6 separate regions of the Mus musculus genome follow, and all the other regions are linked to region 4. A link is a contact called in public promoter capture Hi-C data. All regions are on one chromosome and are shown on one strand. The core of a region is the stretch at or near the end of the contact, and the rest is flanking DNA. Distances in the headings are between cores, read along the strand shown. Region 1 holds the start of Arfgap2 (ADP-ribosylation factor GTPase activating protein 2). Region 2 holds the start of Agbl2 (ATP/GTP binding protein-like 2). Region 3 holds the start of Mtch2 (mitochondrial carrier 2). Region 4 holds the start of Rapsn (receptor-associated protein of the synapse). Region 5 holds the start of Ddb2 (damage specific DNA binding protein 2). Region 6 holds the start of Acp2 (acid phosphatase 2, lysosomal).

Evidence for each region. Capture Hi-C pulls out chosen DNA fragments and counts their contacts.
Region 1: a promoter capture Hi-C map of liver shows a contact between it and region 4. The contact joins the promoter of Arfgap2 here to the promoter of Rapsn in region 4. A contact is called at or near these places in 16 of 39 promoter capture datasets (the 3T3-L1 cell line, the C10 cell line, the HPC-7 cell line and 10 more), 7 of 484 Hi-C or Micro-C datasets (CD4 T cells, LSK cells, cortical glia and 2 more), 12 of 115 datasets of contacts at active chromatin or transcription factors (the SCID.adh cell line, bone marrow-derived macrophages, effector CD8 T cells and 6 more) and 5 of 9 other capture datasets (adipose tissue, embryonic stem cells, liver and 2 more).
Region 2: a contact with region 4 is called in a promoter capture Hi-C map of adipose tissue. The contact joins the promoter of Agbl2 here to the promoter of Rapsn in region 4. A contact is called at or near these places in 5 of 39 promoter capture datasets (the 3T3-L1 cell line, hippocampal neurons, liver and 1 more) and 3 of 9 other capture datasets (adipose tissue, liver and pancreatic islet).
Region 3: a contact with region 4 is called in a promoter capture Hi-C map of adipose tissue. The contact joins the promoter of Mtch2 here to the promoter of Rapsn in region 4. A contact is called at or near these places in 14 of 39 promoter capture datasets (the C10 cell line, the HPC-7 cell line, cranial neural crest and 9 more), 5 of 484 Hi-C or Micro-C datasets (bone marrow-derived DN3 thymocytes, brown adipocytes, pre-B cells and 2 more), 20 of 115 datasets of contacts at active chromatin or transcription factors (the 230-238 cell line, the HPC-7 cell line, the SCID.adh cell line and 14 more) and 3 of 9 other capture datasets (adipose tissue, liver and pancreatic islet).
Region 5: a promoter capture Hi-C map of liver shows a contact between it and region 4. The contact joins the promoter of Ddb2 here to the promoter of Rapsn in region 4. A contact is called at or near these places in 13 of 39 promoter capture datasets (the 3T3-L1 cell line, 3T3-L1-derived adipocytes, the C10 cell line and 8 more), 1 of 15 datasets of contacts at CTCF or cohesin (pro-B cells), 4 of 484 Hi-C or Micro-C datasets (bone marrow-derived macrophages and embryonic stem cells), 6 of 115 datasets of contacts at active chromatin or transcription factors (the 230-238 cell line, bone marrow-derived macrophages, embryonic stem cells and 1 more) and 4 of 9 other capture datasets (adipose tissue, liver, macrophages and 1 more).
Region 6: a promoter capture Hi-C map of liver shows a contact between it and region 4. The contact joins the promoter of Acp2 here to the promoter of Rapsn in region 4. A contact is called at or near these places in 20 of 39 promoter capture datasets (the 3T3-L1 cell line, 3T3-L1-derived adipocytes, the C10 cell line and 15 more), 2 of 15 datasets of contacts at CTCF or cohesin (embryonic stem cells and large pre-B cells), 24 of 484 Hi-C or Micro-C datasets (B cells, CD4 T cells, CD8 T cells and 12 more), 20 of 115 datasets of contacts at active chromatin or transcription factors (the 230-238 cell line, the SCID.adh cell line, bone marrow-derived dendritic cells and 8 more) and 4 of 9 other capture datasets (adipose tissue, liver, macrophages and 1 more).

Annotation. Positions count from the first base shown.
Region 1 is chr2:91,263,506-91,266,874 of GRCm38.p6, reverse strand. Arfgap2 (ADP-ribosylation factor GTPase activating protein 2) reads right to left here and starts at 1,760. Exons shown (of 16, transcript NM_023854.2): 1 at 1,471-1,760; 2 at 1,185-1,303; 3 at 577-649. The coding sequence starts at 1,542. It overlaps Pacsin3 (protein kinase C and casein kinase substrate in neurons 3), which reads right to left. Exons shown (of 11, transcript NM_001289678.1): 10 at 2,989-3,110; 11 at 2,195-2,684. The coding sequence ends at 2,569.
Region 2 is chr2:90,781,288-90,784,650 of GRCm38.p6, reverse strand. Agbl2 (ATP/GTP binding protein-like 2) reads right to left here and starts at 1,924. Exons shown (of 18, transcript NM_178755.4): 1 at 1,891-1,924; 2 at 978-1,075; 3 at 526-665. The coding sequence starts at 625.
Region 3 is chr2:90,845,600-90,849,179 of GRCm38.p6, reverse strand. It overlaps Mtch2 (mitochondrial carrier 2), which reads right to left and starts at 2,025. Exons shown (of 13, transcript NM_019758.3): 1 at 1,795-2,025. The coding sequence starts at 1,881.
Region 4 is chr2:91,033,840-91,037,531 of GRCm38.p6, reverse strand. Rapsn (receptor-associated protein of the synapse) reads right to left here and starts at 1,905. Exons shown (of 8, transcript NM_009023.3): 1 at 1,544-1,905; 2 at 647-985. The coding sequence starts at 1,735. It also overlaps Gm13778.
Region 5 is chr2:91,234,718-91,238,412 of GRCm38.p6, reverse strand. It overlaps Ddb2 (damage specific DNA binding protein 2), which reads left to right and starts at 1,347. Exons shown (of 10, transcript NM_028119.5): 1 at 1,347-1,723; 2 at 3,462-3,598. The coding sequence starts at 1,597. It overlaps A330069E16Rik (RIKEN cDNA A330069E16 gene), which reads right to left and starts at 1,267. Exons shown (of 2, transcript NR_015464.1): 1 at 1,012-1,267; 2 at 56-691.
Region 6 is chr2:91,201,201-91,204,979 of GRCm38.p6, reverse strand. Acp2 (acid phosphatase 2, lysosomal) reads right to left here and starts at 2,068. Exons shown (of 11, transcript NM_007387.2): 1 at 1,932-2,068; 2 at 1,284-1,379; 3 at 654-740. The coding sequence starts at 2,045. It also overlaps a transcript of Nr1h3 not described here.

The DNA of each region.
Region 1 (3,369 bases), core at 511-3,010, 230 kb before region 4:
GGCCAAGTCCATGGAGTTGGTTCTCTCCTTCCACCTTATGTGGGTTCCCTCAACTGAATGAACTCAGGTTACCAGCCTCCCTCAATAAACACCTTCACTCACTAATTGACCTCCTCCAAAATTCCTCAAAAAACCCAAAAACCACCATGCCAGCCCCTCCCCGTAAGAGCAGGGAACAAGGTCTAGGGGACTGAAGAATGTATGTACTTCTCTGTTCAGCTATCCTCCCTCCAGGAGCCCACAAAACCCCAATGACTATGGAGACACTGCTACTGCCAGAGAGCACCTGTCTAGTTCAGTTTGTATTTCCTTTTTTTTTTCTTTTAATTAGGTATTTTCTTCATTTACATTTCAAATGCTATCCCAAAAGTCCCCCAAGCCCCCCCCCCCAGTTTGTATTTCATTAAGCCTCTTTGAAAGAAGCTGTTTAAATTTTTCTGAATTTAGAAAAGTGTGTGGCATGTTCCAGAGCTGCAAACTCTCGGAACAGAGAAACCAAACTCACTTTGAGAAATCAAGGAAAAGTTAAATACCCAGGCAGAAGGATGGGGGTGGAAGAAGGTAAAGGAACGTTACCGCATTGGCATTCCCGCCGACCTGCATACACCTCAGCTGCAACCAGCTCCAGTTCGAATCCAACTCTGTGGACCTGTGTACAAGGGCTGAGTGTCACCTTCCCTATCAAGACTAAACCTGTCATTCGGCCTCAGGCTTCTGTGGGTGTCCAGGAACCATCAGTCACTGTCCCATTTCCTCCTCTCTCCCCTGTATTTGAAATCATTGCGCTTCGCCTAATCCAAAGGGTACTAATTATTTCTGAAAAGGAGATCCGAAAGGAGGTCGACTTCTGAGAAATGCAGGCACGGGTTTGGCTCTTCTTAAAGTTTGGTCAAAGTCGCACTGGAGACCTACTGGGCCAATCTTTCTGCAATAACAAGGTCAATGCATCTAAGCTCTCCCCCAAACTGATGCTGAGTACCATGTTAACTGTGAAGAGAGAAGTCTACAGAGGTGGAACCCCCCGCCGCCCTCCGCCCGCAAGCCCCCGCTGTAGGCTACCAGAACTCCCGCCAGGAGAAATCCAAACATCAAATTCAGGAAGGTCCAAGTCCAGGCGCCCTCTCCCCGTCGCTGACCACGCACACAGCCCCCGTGGAGGCACAGCACCCTCACACAGAACCTACCTGATAAAGCTGAGATGGACACCCAAGGAGCGATGCACTCCGGAGCAGTCAATACACAAAAATACACCGTAAGTGATGCTGGCCCAACTAGGACTCTTGGCGCCACAATCGAAACAGGCCTAAGTGGAAAAGACGACAAGCGAACGGTTAGGGCCCAGAGTCGAGGCCCGGCGCTAGAAACCACAAGAAAGCCTCCAACCTCCGTCCTCGCCCTCCCTCAGACCCCAGGGGACAAGAGACGTCTTCTCCGCCGGCGTCAGGACCCGTACCCCGCCCGCTCAAGCACCTTGTTGGTGGGAATTGCGCGAAGTCTCTTAAAAATAGTCTGGATTTCGGTCTTGCTCGGGCTCGCCGCCATTTTCTCTCCTTCCCAGACACAACCGCGACCGACAGGTCCCGGCGCGGGCCAATCCTCGGCGGCGAAGGCAGGCTCACCGCGCCGGTCACGACAGGGCCCCGACCCGCCTACGAGTGGAGTGATTCGACCAGATCTGGGCCAATGAACGTCGGGCGGGGCTGAAACATGACGTTAGCAGCCGGGAGCTCCACCACGGGCCTGAGAGTGAACGCCGCGCTGCGCCTGGCCAATCCGCAGCCCGAGCGGGCGACGGCTCGTGGACTGGCCCAAACTTCCTCACGAGTTCCTGCTGGACCCGGGTACCCTACGTACCGCTCGACCACTGGCTGTAGGCGTCAGGCAGAGAGCCATGGTAACAGACTCTGTGATGGACGAGTAATGATTAACAATCTCCCAAGTGCTCATAGCCCCATCCGGAAGGCATTGGCAGGGCTCCAGCTCAGCTCACAATCCAGCAACTGGCCTAGAGCAGAGGCCAGCACACAACAACCTTGATCACCAAGTCCCTTCCAGTCCAGATTGCACTCCTGAAATTCCGGGGCAGATACCAGGAGGCAACTGCCTGCCCAATCCCAGTTCCATAACACATGGCACGCCCACGGGCCGACCCCGTGCCTCCCACCAGCAAGAGTAGGCTATCAAAAGACGCTCACAACACTTGATGGGGTTTTTATTCTTAATCAAATTTAATGCACACTACAAGTCACAAAAGAAGGTGCTGCCAGCCTCAAACTACATTCTCCCCAACCTCACCCCAGGAACTCCTAAACAGTTTAGGAGCTGGATCCTCCCACTCTGGGATGACCCAAATGTTCCCGAGGAGGCTCGGGCACCTCTCGACCCTCCATCATTCCAACCTCCAACTCTAGACACAGACCCCTGCCCTTCATGGGCCCTGAGACTTCCTCCTGTGGGAAAAGAGAGACAGCAGCAGCACATGGTTCAGGGCCTTCAGGTCCAGCAGTCCAGGAAGGGTTAAGCTCTGGCCCAGGTCAGAGAGACGCCTTGGTAGGGCTGTCAGGGCACTCAGGCGCCCACACATTCTACGTAATTGGCAGGGTACAGACCAATGCGGCCACTCTGCAGCTGGCCCTGGCACCAGCCCTGCTCATCCTCCTCGCTCATCTTCAGCAACTCTTCCCCTGAAGAAAGACAAAACAGTCATTGCCCAAAGCACTGGCTTTACTGGTCTCAAAACTAGGTCATGGACTGGGGGATGGAATAGCACAAGGGCCGACAAACTGGAGGATACCCAACTCAGACCAGGATAGGACACAGCCAGGAAAAGCCACCCAACCTTAGACCCCAGGGAGGCAACTGTCAGGCTGCAGCTGGACCCTGAGCAGCCTGTGAGGATGGAGTCCCTGGCTTTCTTCGTCTACAGCCCTGCTCTAGCAAGTAGGACGGGGGCTGAAGTGGGAAGGACCATGAAAGGGCCCAGCATACCTGCTCGGAAGCTCAGCTCATCAGCCTCCTGGCCAGCATAGTCATAAAGCGCCCGTACCCTCACCCCAGTGGCAACTTTCCGGGGACTCTCCTCATCTGACCAGTCCTCGTCCTGCCCGCTACTAGAGAGGGGAACACAAGGGGCACAACTCAGGGCACAAGACCCACTGTATCCAGTACTCAAGACAAAGGGCTTGGCTGCTTGGCGGCGGGCAGGGAGGAGCCAAGTGAACAGCCATCCTGCTGCCACTCACTACTGTGGATACAGGTCTATCTCTGTGCACAGGACTGTTATACAGCCAAACTTCGAGAGACACCGGACCATGGAGCAAATCTAAACCTCGGTGAAATTAACTCTCCCAAGATGGCCGTCGGGCACTG
Region 2 (3,363 bases), core at 675-3,174, 250 kb after region 4:
GTACATACAGGGGACTCAAACGCAGCTTAGCAGAGTGCTTGCACTGAATTGAACAGAAGTTCTATGTCCAGAATCAAAAGAGAAAAAAGAAGAGAGAGAAACAAAGACTCAGGAAAAGGTGAGACGCTTTTGAAGAACAAGGTGATAGGAAACAAGTGTCCAGAGATGAAGACTATCACAGCTGCACGGAACGGTGCAAGAGGCTAAGACAGGAGAGTGAGTTCCTTAGCAGTCGGACTACATAGTGGTAAAAAGGAATCTTCTTTAGTGTCGTGGAGCAATTCAGAGCTGCTAATTTACTAGTGCATCAGTAGAAAAACAGGCCAATAAACTAAAGAGCCTAGAAGAGACATTTGTGCTTTTGCATATAGTAAGTGCACCTTGACAGAGGTGGTTCCGTTCAATTGGGAGTAGGAAGCACTTTTTAACTAATCATCTAGAAACAGCGTCCCAGTCTCATCCAAACAGTTCTTTCAGTAAATACAACAGTTCAACCCGTGGATGCTGGAGAGAAGGAAGTGTTACCTTTGAAATATCCATAATACTGGAGGTGATGGTGAATAAAGTCCTCATAGGGATCAGGAAGAGTCTGTGAAAGAAAAGCCATCTCAAGCAGGACATTCATTCAGATGACACTGACTTCTTAACCAAAAGCACCAAACACGCTGCATAGGATACGGGAACAAAACAAGCAAACGCCAGGCAAATAGTGAATTATTCTATTTTGGGAATCATAATCTCCAACAGGTCTGGTGGCAAACACTAGTACTCCCAGCACCAGGGAAGCAGAGGTAGGAGGAGAACTCAAGTTCAAGGGTAGTCCGGGCAACAGAGTGAGTTCCATGCCAACCGGGGCTAAAAAGCCCATCCTTCCGCCGCCCCAAATATACCTCCAGCTGGACCAGCATGCCACCACAGTGAACCTTCTGACCTTGGATTGGGTTTCTGCGAAGTTATCGGAAAAAGAGTGTACCAACCTCCGGCTTTAGTTCTGTTTCCAACGCCGGGAACATGTTACTGCCGCATAGTATGATGTAGGCGAGTTAGTAGCACCGTACCCAGCTGCAATATCTGCCTGATTTCCAAACAGCTGATTACACAGAAGTTACAAATCCCCGTAGGAAAAGTGAAAAGAAACCTAACCAACCACCACCGCCAACAAATAACACCAAATCTGCAGACCCTGCCCTTTCACACCCACAACCACTCGGGGGTTAAACTCTTGCCAAGCCGGCGTCTTACGAAAGGAGAGGATGGTGGTTGCCAGCACACACCTGAGGAGCTGGGGCGCTCTGCGTGTCCCCACGCCTGGTCCACTAGATTCACCAGGAGCCTCATTGGCCCCATGCTTAGTTTACGCTGAGAACAGATGCCCAACACCAGGACGCCGCAGAAAAGGGAAAGGAACCGGGTTGGGGGCACGCGCAGAGTCGCCTCAGAGCAGTTGAAAAGGAAAGGTCAGGGGTCGGAAGCGAGAGCCCTGGAAACGTTCAGTTCTGAGCGCCCTGCCTCGGAGTGTGGACTGCCCAGAGGCAAGCCCAAGGAAGGACAGAGCAGAAGTTTCCACCGGAGCCCGCGGGGTGACACCGCGCTGCCTGGCTACCCCTTCCCCGCAGCTGGTCCCCAGGCCGGGTGGACGCTGCAGGAGCTTCTCCATCTCTCCACTCTCACTCTTTCTGCAGAGGCCAGCCTGGAGTCCTGTCCGTCCCAAAGCTCCTTGCCCCCTGCCCTCCTCGCCCTCTGCCCCCCTCTCCCCATTCCGCCCCCCCCCCCCGGCACTCTCCTCGCCCCCCTGCACTTCCTGTCCTCTCACTCCCTTCCTGCCTGGGATCCCCTGCTTGTCCCCTGCCAGCTAGGGCGCTCCTTCGCAGGCCCAGTCCCTCAGCTCACCTGCTGGAGTTTTCTGCGAGGACCCTGGGAGCCTAGCAACCGGGAGCCAGAAGCGGAAGGAGGGCAGGACCCCGCCCTCATCTGTAAGCTGCGAGCCTTGGGATGTCAGGCAACTTGCGTTTCACATTCCAACGGTTTACTGATTCAAATTTCATCTCAAACTTTACAGACACAGTCTGGGGACTGATGAGTAGAACAGTGCCGAGGGCCTTCATATTTCTACTTTCGGTAGTTGTAAAGGTAATTTACTTTGTTCAAGGGCCTGAAGCTTCTATTCCTTTGGGGGCTGGTGAGGGTTAGAACTGTATGTAGCAAGCAGCCAAGAGTTATTTAAAAAGAGCAGATACACTAGGAGAACACGAGGTCAGTCCTAGAGAGAAGGAATCAGGTTCATTCTAGTTTACTTCATTTCTTCTCCCTTTGACAAACGTAAAATGTCCTTCCCCCATCCCTGCCTTGTCTTGATTTGGTTTAAAATAGTAATTATTCCTTTTTAAAAAAATGTGTGTGTGTGTGTGTGTGTGTGTGTTCACCTGGAGGCTAGGTTTCAGATCCCTAGGGAGCTAGTTACCTGCAGTTGTGAGCTGTTTGAATTGCTAAGTGGGTGCTGCTCAAAGAGCAAGTGCTTTTAGCCCCTGAACAACCTCACCAGCCGCCTCCCCTTCACTCTTGTTTGCATGTGCAGGATGAGCAGGGGAACATGTGTACACTTTATGGAGTCAGTTCTTCCCTTCTGCCTTTGCATGAGTTTCAAGTGCCAGGCAAACACAAACCTTCTAGACTATCTAGCCAGCCTTGTTTTTTTTTTTTTAAAGATTTATTTATTATTATATGTAAGTCAGACACTCCAGAAGAGGGAGTCAGATCTCGTTACGGATGGTTGTGAGCCACCATGTGGTTGCTGGGATTTGAACTCTGGACCTTCGGAAGAGCAGTCGGGTGCTCTTACCCACTGAGCCATCTCACCAGCCCCCCAGCCTTGATTTTTAAACATTGTTTTAATCCGTGTGCTTGTTGTGAGTGCAGGTGCCCGCCCACTGAGGTCAGAGGTCTCCCTAGAGTGGGAGACCCGATGTGGTCTTGTGGACGCTGGAAACCAAATTTGGATCATCTGGAAGAGCTTTCAGAGCTGAGCCCCACTGTTACTTGAGACTTGTTCAAGGACTTGTGTGAGTCTCCATCGACTAAATGACCCTATTGTCTAAAAGTAAAGATGTGCTATTTTAAGGGCAAACCTCAGAGCTGAAGAGATGACTCAGAGGCAAAGAGCACTGGCTGCACTTCCTGAATTCAAATCCTAGCATCCACCTGGTGCCTCACAACTATAGTCCTATGGGATCCCTCTTCTGGTGTAGATAGATGTATATGCAGACAAAACATCCATATATGTAAAGAAATCTTTAACAAAAAGTTAAAGAGTAATTGACTCATAAAAGCTGGGCCCACAATCCCTCAATTAAGCTGGGACAGGCC
Region 3 (3,580 bases), core at 776-3,275, 190 kb after region 4:
AGTTTTTTTAAGTCATTGATGAAGTATCATCCTTATCAGCCTTTTGTTCTGCTGGATAGATTAAGACTGGGTTCAATAAACTCCAACTTTCCCTTTGAGTTGAGTCTATAGAGTAAACCATGTGACTAGATTATTAAACTGAAAACAGAACAAGGAAACAAACCATTGTGTCAGGAAAGCCTAGTTTACCGATAAAGCTGACATATTTTTTACAATATTTTTCATATTTGAACAAAATAAAATATTCACTGAGCCATCGTCAAATGCCTACCTACATGGATAACTAGACAACAAAGGCAAATGCATACAGCTGGGTAATTCACTTACAAAAATAATTACAACTTAGGTCCACGTTAAATGTACAGACTCATTAGCAATATACAGAGCCATAAAAATTAATGATTGCCATTTTATTTGTACAATATATTCAGTGATTATAGTGCCAAAGGGATACTTGAGATTAAAAAAAAAAATACAGGGCAGTTTGGGCTCTACTGTTGCAATTCTTCCTTCTGAGTTAAAACCCCCTCTCTGAACTCACTGAAAGTGCAGCTTTAAAGTAGTATTTGGGAATTTCATCAACCTCCTGAGATACTTGGCAACGCACGAGGTATTGTGAAATCAGAATTTAGGATATTGGATTGTTGAGGCAAAAACACTGAATGTCACTAAAATCACTGTTCTTTGAGAACTATTGAGTAGTGAGTTCATACGTGTACTGCGAAATACTGTCAATTCTGTTCTAGACACAGATTTCACTCTGCGCTTCAACATCTACACTTATATTAGTCAACTTAGCAACAATTTGTATGAAGAACAATTTAAAAATGAAGTCCATTCTAGAGTCTTGCTTTTTTTTTTTTCTCTTTTCAGAATGGTAAACATTGAGGACAGGGATTCTAAAGCCTGCTTCCTTCCAGGACACACAATGCATGAGGTATGGCAATCCTCAATAAATGCTTAAAAATGGCCCTGATCAGCACAGGGAAAGTTAGAAGAGCAATTGAAAATACTATCACCAGCTAAAAGTAGGCCTCCTTACCCATGAATATAAATGACCACTTTAGAAATATTTTATAGCAGATTGGCAAGGGAGGCAAGAGAGACATCCGGGGTTTGATGTTACATTTAAACTCGCTAAAGTGTTTAAACAGAACTGATTTCCAGCTCTAACCAACGTGATTTTCATTGTCATGAACCACATGGGTTACTGTGAAAGCGCTCAATGGATCCTCAGGAAATCTGATTTCATTATCACTTCTCAATGCGCTCCTTGTGTATATCCGGGTATCTGGTGTTAAAATCTCTGAACGGGAATAGAAGTAGAAACAGCAAATAGAAAAACCGAGTAAGAACAATAAGATGTTGGCTTTCCTAGAATTTTAAATTTGCCCATAGATGAGTTATTTCACGTCTCGAGTTTGAGATATTTCGCTGAGGAGGAGTGAACGAGGTGAGGTGAACGCCAGTATCAGAGGGGCGACAAGAAAAGGGTTGGGAAGCCCTCGGTGGCAACCGGCCAGGATCAGGGAAAGGAAAAACAAAGTTGAGAAGAGTCACCGGCCAGGGAAGGCAAGGGTGGCAGTTGGCTGCAGAAAGGGAGCCGGCCTGCCCGGGGCGAGCCTCGGGATGTCTCCGAGAGGGGCGCGAGGCCGTGGAAGTTGTTCCTGAGGGGAGAGAAGGGCAGCATCTCGAGAGGGTGAAGGCCTGGGACGCAGAGCCAACCCAAAGGCGCAGAGGGCGGTGGCGACCTGACAGGACGCGGGCGGGGAAGGAAAGGGCGACGACTCATACCTGGATGAGCACTTTCACGTACATGAGCGGCTGGGACAGGATGGTGAGACCGGAGCCCAGGAGCACCTGACTGGCCGCGTCCGCCATGATGGCACCCGCGGACGGACGGACAGACGGAGTCACCAAGCGACACAGCCGGTTCCAGATCACGTGTCGGGGGCGCCGGCTTCACTGGCCCGCCCGCGGCGCGCCGCCCGCTTAGGCTCCGCCCACCGGCCCGCCCAAAGAAACGGCAGGCGCTCGCGAGGGGCCGCCTGGGGCGGGGCTTGTGGGAGGGACGCGCATGCGTCTGGGCGTGGGCTCCTCGCGCCTCTAGGAAAGGCGATTTCTCTTGCGCCTGCGCAAGCCGGAAGTGTCCGGAAGGAGTAGGGAGGGAATGGTAATGATGGGGTGGTGGTGGGGTGACCCTGACGGCAAAGGCAAGGTCAGCGGACTAACAACTGGAAGAACTGAGTTATACTCCTATCCTCTTTCAGGCTTTGACGACGTAAAGTTTGATGGTTGTTTTCCGTTAGAGTTGTCATGTCTAATGAACAACAGATCCTGTCTGGCTTAACAGTGAATTCTGCAGGTCCCTGATTTTGCGTTTACCATTAGCTCAGTGGTAGAGCACTTCCCGACATCCTTGCTTTCAGTCCTCAGTACTGGAAAGAAAAAGCAACTACAACAAAATGTGCCCCCTCGGGGTCAGATGTGGCGGCACAGACCCTTAATCCAGCACTTGGGAGGCAGAGGAATGTGGATATGTGAGTTCAAGGCTAATCTGGTTTACAAACTGGATACCCGGTAAACCAGGGTTACATGGTGACATACTGACCAAAAAAAAAAATTTTTTTTTCATGTCTTCTCTGACTACTCGAAATCCATTTTATCCGTATTTCCTACCCGTTGCCTTGTGACACCTGTCACTGGGAAATTGTCTTTGACAGTTGAGAGTGTCAACTCTGGGTTCAGGAACCGAGATGGCCTTTGTACACTATTTTCCCCCAGTGCCTGGCATGTACCAGTGCTCAAGATTTATTAAAGCTCAGTGCCAATCGGGCTACCCAGGCTGTTAGAGGCAAAATGAAGAAAAGGCATTGCTCCAGCTCTGGCCCCTTTGTTCTGTAGCAGACACCACTTAGTGCAAGCACTTAGTGTGTACTGCTGAGAATGAACAAGGAACCGAGTTTGGAATCTGGCTTTCCTTTTGGATCCATGTGTCACTTTCCTTTTTAAATTTTTTAGTGTTTGTATCTAAATATAAGGACAATGCAACTAACTCAGTGTATTTTTATGAACATTAAGTGAAACTGTATATATGGAGTTTTTGAGAAATTGGCTGAAATACAGAAGTTAGTCCTAATATGGCCTTCTATTCAGCCCAGAACTAGCTGATATTGGGAGGCAGTTTGTAGGTCAGGCACACGGGCTTTGAAGTCCAATGGGCCTCATCCAAAGTCTACCTCTGCCAGTTACAGTGTGACCTTATATAGGTCATCCCAACTCTTCAAAACTTTTAAGCAAATAAGTATAATAATATCCACTTCAAAACATTATCTCAAAGCAATATGGACCTAGCCTGGCATACACAACAAAAATGCAATAGTAAATGGTAGCTTTTTATTCTAAAAAAATTACATGTTGCTCTTAATTAAACACAGTTCTCAACATGACTTAGAAACAGCAAGACCATTAAGAAGGGTATTTGTGCATGGGTGGTGAAGGAAAAAAAATTCTATTTGCCTGTGAGCAATGAGAGGCTCAGAATGTCGCGGGGCTGAAGGGTTGGGCACCTGAGGATGTC
Region 4 (3,692 bases), core at 656-3,155:
ATATCTTAAAGTCCAGAGAAGTAGGTACTTGCCCAAGACTAGACAGAAAAACAACTTGTTCTTGTACAAGGGCTTCCCTGTCTTCCAGTTCATCTGAGAGATGGAGGTGTGACTCCGGGCCCTGCCTTACCTGGAGTTTCTCACTCACTGAACCCATTTCTAAAAGGAGGGCTGCGGGCAGTGACCAGAGAAGGATGAGGTTCCTAAGAGGCCCTCAGGGCTTTCGTGTGCTGGACCTGGAGGAAGCAGGTCCAGCCTCTACAAATCCCACCGGTGAGTTCATGGATGCCAGAGTTTGTGGACCTGTCCGTGCTGCAGAAGCTCCCTGACCAACCTCATCACTGGCACCGAGAACCATGCATCCCATCCAGGTGAGTGAGGCAGGTTCATTGGCCAGTTTAAAACCCATGCCACCTGGGGGGCCCATTTGCAGGATGGGTGGGTCAGATAATTCTGTTCTCCAATTGGCTAAGGTTGATGGCATTGTCTCAAAAGAACTTTTGGCCAGAGAAAGTCAAATAATATTTATCATATATAAACAGTATGAACACCCCCGCTCCCCCCGCCCCCCACACACGAGGTTCTCAGGGAGCCTCAAATCCCCCATTATCATTTCCCTCATCCCCCACAAAGGAACCAGGCCCACCTTGACCTGGGCGTAGAAACTGCCCAGGCTGCAGCAGACACGGCACTCCAGCATGGTGTCATCGTTGTTGTGGGCATAGCGCAGGGCCTTCTCAAAGCTCTCCAGGGCCTTCTGGAAGAGGCTGAGGCCCAGGAAAGCATTGCCCATGCTCAGGCTGACCTGACCCCCAAGCTGGGCACCAGCCCTGGTGCCAGGCAGGCCGAGGCAGGTCTTGCAGTAGGAGATGGTTTTGTGGAACTCACATAGCTTCTCATTGCTGCGCGCCAGGTTCAGGTAGCTTTCGAGCAGGAAGTCAGCATCCTCCAGTCCCCGAGCAGTATCAATCTGGACCACGGCAAACTGACCCCGGGGGGAACAGGTAGACAACACTCAGCAAGGCTGCATTCCCTGGCTGCCACAGCCAGAGAGAATGGCAGACCCTGAAGCTCAGACTCAAGAGTTTCAACAACCTCAGATCCATCCTCCCAGGCTCCAGTCATAGCAGAGAAGTTCTAACCAAAGCTCAGGGTAGACATACACTTTCACTCCCAGCCTCAGATCTGGAGTCTACCACTGACCAGCCTGACCCTCAAACTTGGAGCCTGTTCCTCCAGGCAGCAAGCAGCAGACTAAAATCTAGACTTGGAGGTCTGGGCTTAAGATCCCTGGATGCCTGTGAACATCATTGACACCGAGGTCAAAGGCCACAGGCCTGACTCTGACGATACCCAGCCAACTAAGACTCAGGATCTCCCATGCATATTCAAAACTTCAGACCAGACACTAGCCTATGAGACCCAGAGGTTCTCACTCAGGAAGATACAAGGGTGTCTGGGAGTTGGAAGCCACCCAGTCCTGTTCCCAATCTTCTCACAGCACCTGGGCCCTCCCACAGCACCCTGGAAGGGTAATGTGTACCTTCAGCATCTCTTTGTAGCGGCCCATCTCCGAGTGAGCTGTTACCAAGCAGCCCAGTACCCGGAAGCGGCCCACGAGGTCAGAGCCCTTCTCCAGCACCTTCATCCACACCTGCAGTGCCTTCTCTGTCTGGTTGGACTGGTACAGCTGCAGTCCTTTTTCAATCTGTTGCTTTGTCTGGTCCTGCCCCATCTTCCCACAGCCTGGCCACTCGGAAAGACCGTGGCTGGCTAGGTGTCTTTAGACCCTCATGGTGTTGGACCCACGGTGTCGGCTGATCTCTGGGGAGTGGGGGTGGGGGGAGCACACCAGGCAAAAAGCTAAGCAGGGCCTGGATGGACAACGGGCGCCACCCTGGGAACAAGGCTGGTTCAGCCCCTGTCTGCAGCTGTCCCTGCCAGTTGGAGCCACGTGGTTTCTGAGGAATGTCAGCAGCAAGGTCACGAGGGTTCCTGCTGCACCCACTCCAAGCTGAAAGGTGGCTGTCCCAGGGATATAGGCACTGCACCACCGGAGAACCTGTTTGGTGTCCCCTTTGACACTTCTGACACTGGCCTTGGTGCCCCTGGCAGGTTATGCTCTTTGGAAGCCTTGTCAAAGGCTGTCTGCCAGGATGCAGGCAAGCCTTAGGCCAGAGGTTTTGACAGCAGGAAAGCAGCAGGCAGGACACTTGGCATCAGGGAGAGGAGTTGAATGTTCGCCTTGCTGCTGATTCTTGGTTCTTTTTCTTTTGTTTTGTTTTCTTTTCCTTTTTCCTCTCTCTCTCTCTCTCTCTCTCTCTCTCTCTCTCTCTCTCTCTCTCTCTCCGCCTCCCTCTGTCTCTCCCTCTCTCCCTCTCTCTGTCTCTCTGTCTCTGTCTCTGTCTTTCTGCTTTGAGACAAGATTTCTCTGTGTACCCTGGCTGTCATGGAACTTGCTTTGTAAGCCAGGGTAGCCTCAAACTCAGATATCTGCCTGACTGCCTCCCAAGAGCTGGGACCAAAGGAGTGAGCCATTGTACCTGGCTAATGGAACATTCCACCCCATTCCCCCCAAGACAGGGTTTCTCTGCATAGCTCTGGCTGTTCTGGAACTCACTCTACACCAGGATGGCCTCAAACTGAGAGATCTACCTGTCTCAGCCTCCTGAGTGCTGGGATTAAAGGTGTGCACCATCACAGCCCAGCTTCACCTCTTTTCTTCCCAGTTCCTCCCCCATTTTATTTTCTCATTTTACCCATCACATAGACACTTACCTGGGCACATGTCCACACTGTTCCTAACAATTAGCCAGTTGATGGGAGGCCTGGTTTCCTCCTAACTCCCTTAAGCAAATCATGTAGCTCTCTGAGCCTGCTTCCTCCTCTTCGAGGCAAGGATAGTTAAACTCTCATAGTGGTGTGTGGCTCTCACACAGCACAGCACAGCACAGCACAGCACAGCACAGCACAGCACAGCAATGGGCACCAGCCTGGCCCTGCTTGCTGTATTTCTGTATTAGCTGTGTGAGCATAGAGAATTTGGGCACATTGCTGGCCCTGGAGAAGAAAGGTTAACAGCACCTAGTTCACAGGATTCCCACAGAACTAGAGGAGCTGCTGATTGACAAGGACTTAGAACAGTGTCTAGTGTGAAGGAAACAGTGTGTTAGTGAGAAGAGATGATACTACCTACCCCTTGACAAAATGATGACCAGAGGCCACAATTTGGTCCTTGAAGATTCACGAAGTGTCTCAATCCCAGGGGCTGGTGAGATGGTGTAACAGCATTTGCTGCCAAACATAACAACCCGAGTTTCATCCCTGGGAGTCACGTAACCGGACGAACAGACTTCCATAAGTTGTCCTCTGACTCCCGTATGAGTGTGTGCATTACACACGGACATGATAAATAAGAAAAATCCCCCAATTCCAATGCCAGCTGGTTTGACAGCATCTCTAACAGTGAGCTCTAATACCAAACACTGCAGCACACTGTCACAGTGGTGCTGGATTGCCGCTATCTTCAGAAGTGTGTACTCATGAGCAGTCCCCATCAGTCCTCCCTAATTATGGCTATCGGGTCTCTCCCGTCCTAGATCCATATCATGAAGGCCTAACCCCTTCCTCACAATGCAGCCAGCCGTATGTGGAAATAGTCTTTAAAGAGCTAGTTAAGGTGGGCTGTAATC
Region 5 (3,695 bases), core at 98-2,597, 200 kb before region 4:
CTCTCCAGCCACTAAGCTACAATTCTTAATTTAAGCACATCTTAGGACATCCCCATTATTGGTGCTGGGTTCAGCTTTTTATTTTCTTCTAGAGCATCATTTTAATTTAAAATAAAATTAAACTACATTAAAACATATAAATTTTACATATGTTTATGTAAGTATCATCTTCATAAGGAATACATTACTTTTGACACACACATATTGTATTCTTTAAATTGGGTTAGGCACATCTTCTCAGATATCGTTTGTGGTGAAAACATTCAAAACCTTTCTACCTTTAGAAAATATACAGCAAACCCATTGTCTGCTGTCACCTTGCTGTGCAATAGCATGCCAGATTTTCTCACTCTTTTTCTTTTTTAAAGATTTATTTATTATTATAAATAATTACACTGTAGCTGTCTTCAGACACTCCAGAAGAGGGAGTCAGATCTCATTACAGATGGTTGTGAGCCACCATGTCGTTGCTGAGATGTGAACTCAGGACCTTTGGAAAAGCAGTCAGTGCTCTTAACCGCTGAGCCATCGCTCCAGCCCCAGATTTTCTCACTCTTATCTGATCCTTACAAGATATCAGTGTAGTCCAGGCAAACTCTTCATGCCTCAGCCTCCTCAGTGTTGGGAATTACACAGAGCCTGCCACCATAGATACAGCTCTTTTCTATAGTATGAGGTAAAATACATTCATCTGTAAAGCGAGAGGAAAGAATCAAATGCTAAGGCTGTGATTGGGTAATCAGAGGCACTTTTTTTTTTTTTTTAAGATTTATTTATTTAATACACTGTCATTTCAGAAACACCAGAAGAGGGCATCAGATCCCAATACAGATGGTTGTGAGCCACCTTGTGGTTGCTGGGAATTGAACTCAGGACCTCTGGAAGAGCAGTCAGTGCTCTTAACCACTGAGCCATCTCTCCAGCCCTAGAGACACCTATTATTAATGGGGGAAATGAGAAATATTTAGCCACACTTGAATCTTTGCTCTTTTTAAGACATAAACTACCTACTTTTATCTGTCTCTGTCTCTCTCTCTCTCTCTTTGTTGTTCTTCGAGACAGGGTTTCTCTGCGTAGGTCACCGGATTGCTGGAACGTGTACACCAGGCTGGCCTGAAACGCCGCCTGGCTCCGCCTCCAGCATGCAGGGTTTACGGCCAGCGCTCCCTCCTCAGGTTCAAATAATCGGCTTTCTTCAGATCCAGCACAAGCCAAGGCCCAGCTCCTAGGGAGTTAAAATAAAAAACCCTCCCTGTGAGCTGCACACGTTACTCCGGAAGAGGAGGAGCGGCCGGGGGCGGGCCGTGCCCGAGGGGTTGGGGCAGTCCGGGGCAGTTCCGGGGGCAAGACAGCCCCCTACTGTGGCAATCCCGAGGGGGCGGGGCAGTTCCAAGGGGCGGGACAGCCCTGAGGGGACGGGGCGGGGCTAAAAGTAAAGCAGCCCGGAGGAGCGTTTGGCGCGAAGGTGTCTTAGCTGCGCTACCTGCGACGGCGCTGCCTCATACGTAGTCCCTTCCTGTTTTCTCCACGGAGGCTTTTCCACTCCTTGCTTCGTTATTTTGCCACAGAGCTTGATATCTCTTCACCGAGTACGTCATGGCTCCCAAGAAATGCCCAGAAACCCAGAAGTCCCCCGACGTTGCGGTGCTCCTCAGGAGCAAAAGTCGCAGAGGTCCTCAGGAGCTGGAGCCCGAAGCCAAGAAGCTGCGTGTGCAGGGTCCCGGTACGGCCTGTGCTGCTGCCTTAGCTTTCCGGGGGTTCAGGGTGCTCGCGCCAGAGGCTGAAGCTGGGGTGGTGGGTGCTTGTGCCTGGGCTTCTGAAGCAGTTCTTGGCTTCTGTCGCCTCAGGCTGTGATTTTATTTGGGAGATCGAGGGTTCGAACCCAGGCCTCCAGTTCTCTCAGCAAGTGGGCTGCCACTGAGCCACACGCTGCCGACTGGTTTTATTGGCCAGTTCATTGACAGCAGAGAGTTTTAAGTTGAACAGCCCCCCCACCTCTACCCCAGGTGACAGAAAGAGTCAGATGAGTGCCATCACCGTAAAAGCCACAGTCCCCACTTTCCTTGTTCCAGAAGTTTTACACATCTACTGTTTCAAAGTAATCCTCCCTTTCATAGCCTCTCGGTTATGTTAGCTCTGAGAGTCTGAAATTCCCTCCCTCCTTTCTTCAGAAAGCGCATTCTCAGAGGTTTACCAGGACTTGAACCTGGGGCTATAAGGAATGTGATAAATTGATAAGAGTGGTTTTAGCCATGAAAAGAAAGGAAAGTTGTCAAGAGAAAAAAAGGACTTATAGATTGGGTCCACCAGAAGGGCTTGGTAATTCAGAGTTGTTTTATTTATTTGTTTGTTTGTTTATTTATTTATTTATTTATTTAGTTTTTCGAGACAGGGTTTTTCTGTGTAGCCCTGGCTGTCCTCAGAACTCAGAAATCCGCCTGCCTCTGTCTCCCAAGTGCTGGGAATAAAGGCGTGTGCCACCATTCCCGGCTTATTTTTATTATACTCTGATTTACCTCTCTTCCTTGAAGCCACCTAATCAATTTGGAACTTTTCTAAACCTTACTGCATTCTTCTGGTTTCCACTCAAGTAATGGTTGCTCATGACATTATTTAGTATTTCTTTAAATACAGAGTCTTGCTCTATAGCCCAGGCTGGCCTCCAATCCAAGTATGCTGCAGCTTCTGAGTGCTAGGATTACAGTTATACACCACTGTATTTGGATAGCTCTTATTTTATTTTTTTAAGATTTATTTTATTTAATGTATGAGTCCACTGTAGCTGTCTTCAGATACACCAGAAGAGGGCATCGGATCCCATTTCCGATGGTTGTGAGCCACCATGTAGTTGCTGGAAATTGAACTCAGGACCTCTGGAAGAGCAGTTAGTGCTCTTAACCACAGCTGAGCCATCTCACCAGCCCTGATGTTATTTTGTGATCTTTAAGATTGTCCCTCAAAAAAAAAAAAAAAAAAAAAAAACAAACGGGCGTGGTGGCACACGCCTTTAATCCCAGCACTCGGGAGGCAGAGGCAGGCGAATTTCTGAGTTCGAGGCCAGCCTGGTCTACAAAGTGAGTTCCAGGACAGCCAGGGCTACACAGAGAAACCCTATCTTGAAAAATAAAAACAAACAAACAACCAAAAACAACAACAACAACAAAAAAGATTGTCCCTCAACTCCTACTTATTTGTGATCCCACACAAGAAAAGTCTTCAGTGTCCACAATTGTGTATCTCTCTGGCAAAGCTCTAAGGAACCCTGTGAGGTTATATTTAGTTTCACTTCAGAATTTCTGTTTGGAGGAGTGTTTTGGAAAAGGGTTTTTTATTTCTCTCTTGGGTTGAGTGAGACTCAACTGCAGAGAAAGGCTTTTAAGGAGATGATGAGACAAAGGGTTTTCAGGGGGAACCTTTCCTGAGATTTGGGAGAGGAAAATGTTTGTATTCTTCTTTGGTAGTTTCTAGCAGGACATGTGAGTCGTGCTGCCTTCTGGCAGAGTTGTCCAGCCTGCAGATCCCTTCACGGAGTAGCAGCATTGTCAGGGATCTTTACCAGCATAAGTTGGGCAAAGCCACCTGGTCATCACTACAGCAGGTGAGATGTTTCCTGTCTGACGTGCTCAAAGGTCACATAGCTTTTCAACTATTGCTCTTTCTCACTAGATGATAAATTGGTTCAGGATCATCAGGTC
Region 6 (3,779 bases), core at 819-3,318, 170 kb before region 4:
TTTCCTTTTATAAATGGGAAGAAGGGGGGAAAAGGAACAGCGAGGTGACTTGTGAAAAGGGAGGAAGAAAATAGGGAAGCGAAGGGCAAGCTCAGGGTAGAGCTAGGTCTTTAGGGAACAGTAATCTAGAGGATTGAGACAACTGTGGCTGCAAGCAGTAACCATGGAACAGCTATCTCCACTGGGGTAAGCAGAGAACCTCAGGAGCTAGCACATTTGCCAGTCTTCACTGCCCCTCCCCCGATTTAGCTTGGCTCTGTTCAGCTTATTAGACTGCTCTAATATAAGCTCTATTATAGAGATCATAACTCTATGGTATACCATCATAGGAAAAACATTACCACAGTGCTTGGCCCTCAGGTGACAATAAATGTCTTGGACAAAATGCCTATTTATTGTTTCAGAGTCAGAAAGTACTTTATCAGACCCTTCCTCATGTCTAAGTTGGACCCCTGGTCAGTTTTGTCTTTTCCCAGACAAGCAGAGACACTTCAGACTCCAGAGCCGTATTCTAGACAGCTCTTAGATGTCTTGTCCAGGGACCAAAAGTTCAAGAGGGAACCTTGACTGCCCAGGCTCATCCTTAGATTCTCTGCAGTCAGAATATAATCCAAAGATCCCAGTCCTTTTGCCAATCAAACTCCCAACCTTACCTCTTGCCTGTGGTAAGAGGTGTTCAGAAAGCCATGGTAGCGTTGCCGCAGGGCCTGGCCCAGCTCCCAGTGCTGTAGCATCCCTTCCTGTGGGCAAACCTGAGAGTTAAAGTCCAAAGAGGAGCTGGGCATGGTGGCCTTTAATCCCAGCAGTCACTCTCTGAGTTCAAGGCCAGCCTGGTCTACAAAGTGAGTCCAGAACAGCCAGGGCTCTGTTACACAAGGAAACCCTGTCTTAAACCTCCCCCAAATCCCCAACCCCTGGGGAAAAAAAAAAAAAAAGTCCAAAGAGAGGGGATTAGCCACAAGTCCTATGTATGGCATTTAGGCATTCTTCCCTTGGCAAGAGGTGAATTTGATTCCAGAAGTGGCCAGTTGTAATGATACTGTCCCCTGCACAGAGTTGTTAAGAAATCTGGTCATAGCCAGAGATGTAGCTCACTGTGCTTAGCATAGACAAGGTTCTGGGTTTAATTTCCAAAACCACAAAAACAAAACAACAAAATAGACATCTGGTCCATCAGAACCCATGTGGGAAGCTAGTAGTTTAAGGAGCCCCAGTTTCTGTGCTCCAGATGTGATTCATTCCGTAGCATATCCCGAGACCTTGCAGGTTGGCTTTTGACCCACCTTGGTTAGCTGACCAAATCCCTGGGGCCATTTCTCTTCCTGATAGGGGTCCTTGGGATATGTCTTCACTGGTGACCGATCTCCATGTCGATACAGCTGAGCAAAGAAAATGGTGTGTCTATAGAATCAGAAGGGTCTTCTAGTTAAGGACAGGACCCACCTCTGCACATGCCAGGAAAGGAAATTTCACTCCATCTTTCTCTACTGAGCGATGAAAAAAGACCCCAGTTCGGGCGATGCAATGTAACCTGAGATAATAGGTAAAGCCCCAAAGCACAGGTAGAAGAGTAGTGAAAGCAACGCCTTCTGGGGGAGGAAGTGGGCAATGGGACTGGGAAAACAAAGATCAAAGTCGTCTTTATGGGTGACTTTCAACCTTTTAACTAAATTCCCATCCTAGGGAAGAATATCTCCTACTCGGTCGTCCTGCCCTAAAAAAAAAAAAAAAAAAAATAGCCTAGGGCTCCAAATCAATTCTTAATCCAGCCGCACAACCCACTATGGGCCAGCGGTTTCCTAAACCGGTTCTTTCTCCTCCTTGAGAAGTGAGACCCCGGCCCCAGAACACAAGCTCTGCCCCTCCCTCTACCAGCCGGCCTTTGCCCTTTCAGCTTTGGCGAACCCGTTGGTGACTCCGTCACCCATTACCAAGGTAACAAAGCGTAGACTCCGGGCCTGTATGGGTGGCATCACCGTTAGGCACATGCCAAGAAGGAACTGGAGAAGAGCCGCCTGGCTCCAACCAGTCTGTCTGCCGGCCATCACTGTTGTAGGCTGTGTAGCAAGAGGCCGGAACGCCTTGGGCGGTACCTGCTGCAGCCGCCCGGATGCATTCGTAAGGACACTTGCCGGAAGTGCAGCCTTCGCCATCTTTCTTTGGGTTGCGGGAGACCGGGAATGAGAAAGTCTGGTGGGAGAAGGCGGAATTTGGGAGGGAATGCAAATGGAGAAGGTTTGCGATTGGCGGTGATGAACGAGGGTGGGACTGTTGCGCGACCTTCCGGGCAGAAAAGGCTTAAACACCTCGCTTTTGTAGAGGCGCTAGGTCAGGCTTACCCCTTCTTCTACAAAGCTGGTGCTTGCCCTGGTTGGGGTCTGGGCCTGGAGAGCGAGTGCCTGCTTTGAGGAATGCTTCTGAAAATGATCCCAGAGCCTCGGCTGGTGCAAAACTGGGGCAAGGTGTGGGGAAGTACAGAGCCTAACTTTCTGCTCTTGGGTGTGTAGTTTAGTGTAAGCCTTGGCTTAGACACTGTTCCGATAAGCGGGCTTGTTTGAGATGTAGGGTACTGCATGTAACCAGCCCTTTGGACTCCCTGTGTCCTTGAGGTAGATCCAGTCTAGTCTGCCATTCATGTCCTGAACAAACCTTCGTACTCCCCAGTTTTTTTCAGCTCTTTTCTTGTGCTTACCGATTTCTAAATTAAATTAGACTCAAACGTCATGTTTGAGGAGGAGTTGGATTGCATAGGATGTTCCGATTTCCCAAACCCACTACATTGAATTCTTATGGGAGGAATCTCAGAAAACTACATCAGTTTTGATGCAGGCATATAACTGGAATTGCCACAGAATCAGAGTTCCTCCAGACATTAGCCTTTAGGATTTGGAGGCAGGCAGCCAGTTGGGTGTCTGGATGTTGTGATTCCAAACCTTAGAGTGACACACAGTTGCAGATGAGATCTTGGGCCCTTGATATGCTTTAATGCAAATCTGATCAGAATTGATACTGTCCCAGGACTCCAAATAAAATTATGTACCTTACTGCCTAAACTTTACTTTCGATGTCACCTTGAGAAAGACTTGGGGAGAATAAGAAGGCTTCAAAACTAAATAGTTTTAAACTTAAAAACAAACAAATCTATGTGGTGCATGCCTTTACTTCCAGCACTTGGAGAGGGGGGTAGATGTCTGAGTTGTATGTAGGCCAGCCTGGTCTATAGAGCAAGTTCCAGGACAGCCAGCGATACATGGAGAAATACTGTCTGGAAAAAACAATGATGAAACAAAATATTTTCTATGTATGGGTGTTTTGCTTGCATGTATATCTGTGAACCATGTATATACAGTGTCCTTGGAGGCAAAAAGGCAGCATAGGATCCCCTGTAGACTTTAAGCAGCTGTGTGGGTGCTGGGAATAGAACCTGAGCCCTCCTCTGAAGGAGTTGCCAATACTTCTAGCTGCTTAGCCTGCAGCCTCAGTTCTTTTTTTTTTTTTCTTTCTTTTAGATTTACTTATTATTATAAGTACACTGTAGCTGTCTTCAGACACACCAGAAGAGGGCGTCAGATCTCATTATGGGTGGTTGTGAGCCACCATGTGATTGCTGGGATTTGAACTCAAGACCTTCGGAAGAGCAGTCAGTGCTCTTACCCACTGAGCCATTTCACCAGCCCCTCAGCCTCAGTTCTTAATTTTCTTTTCTCTTTTCTCTCTTATTATTTTGATTTTTGAGACAGGGTTGCTCTGTGTAGCTCTGGCTGTCTTGGAACTCTGTG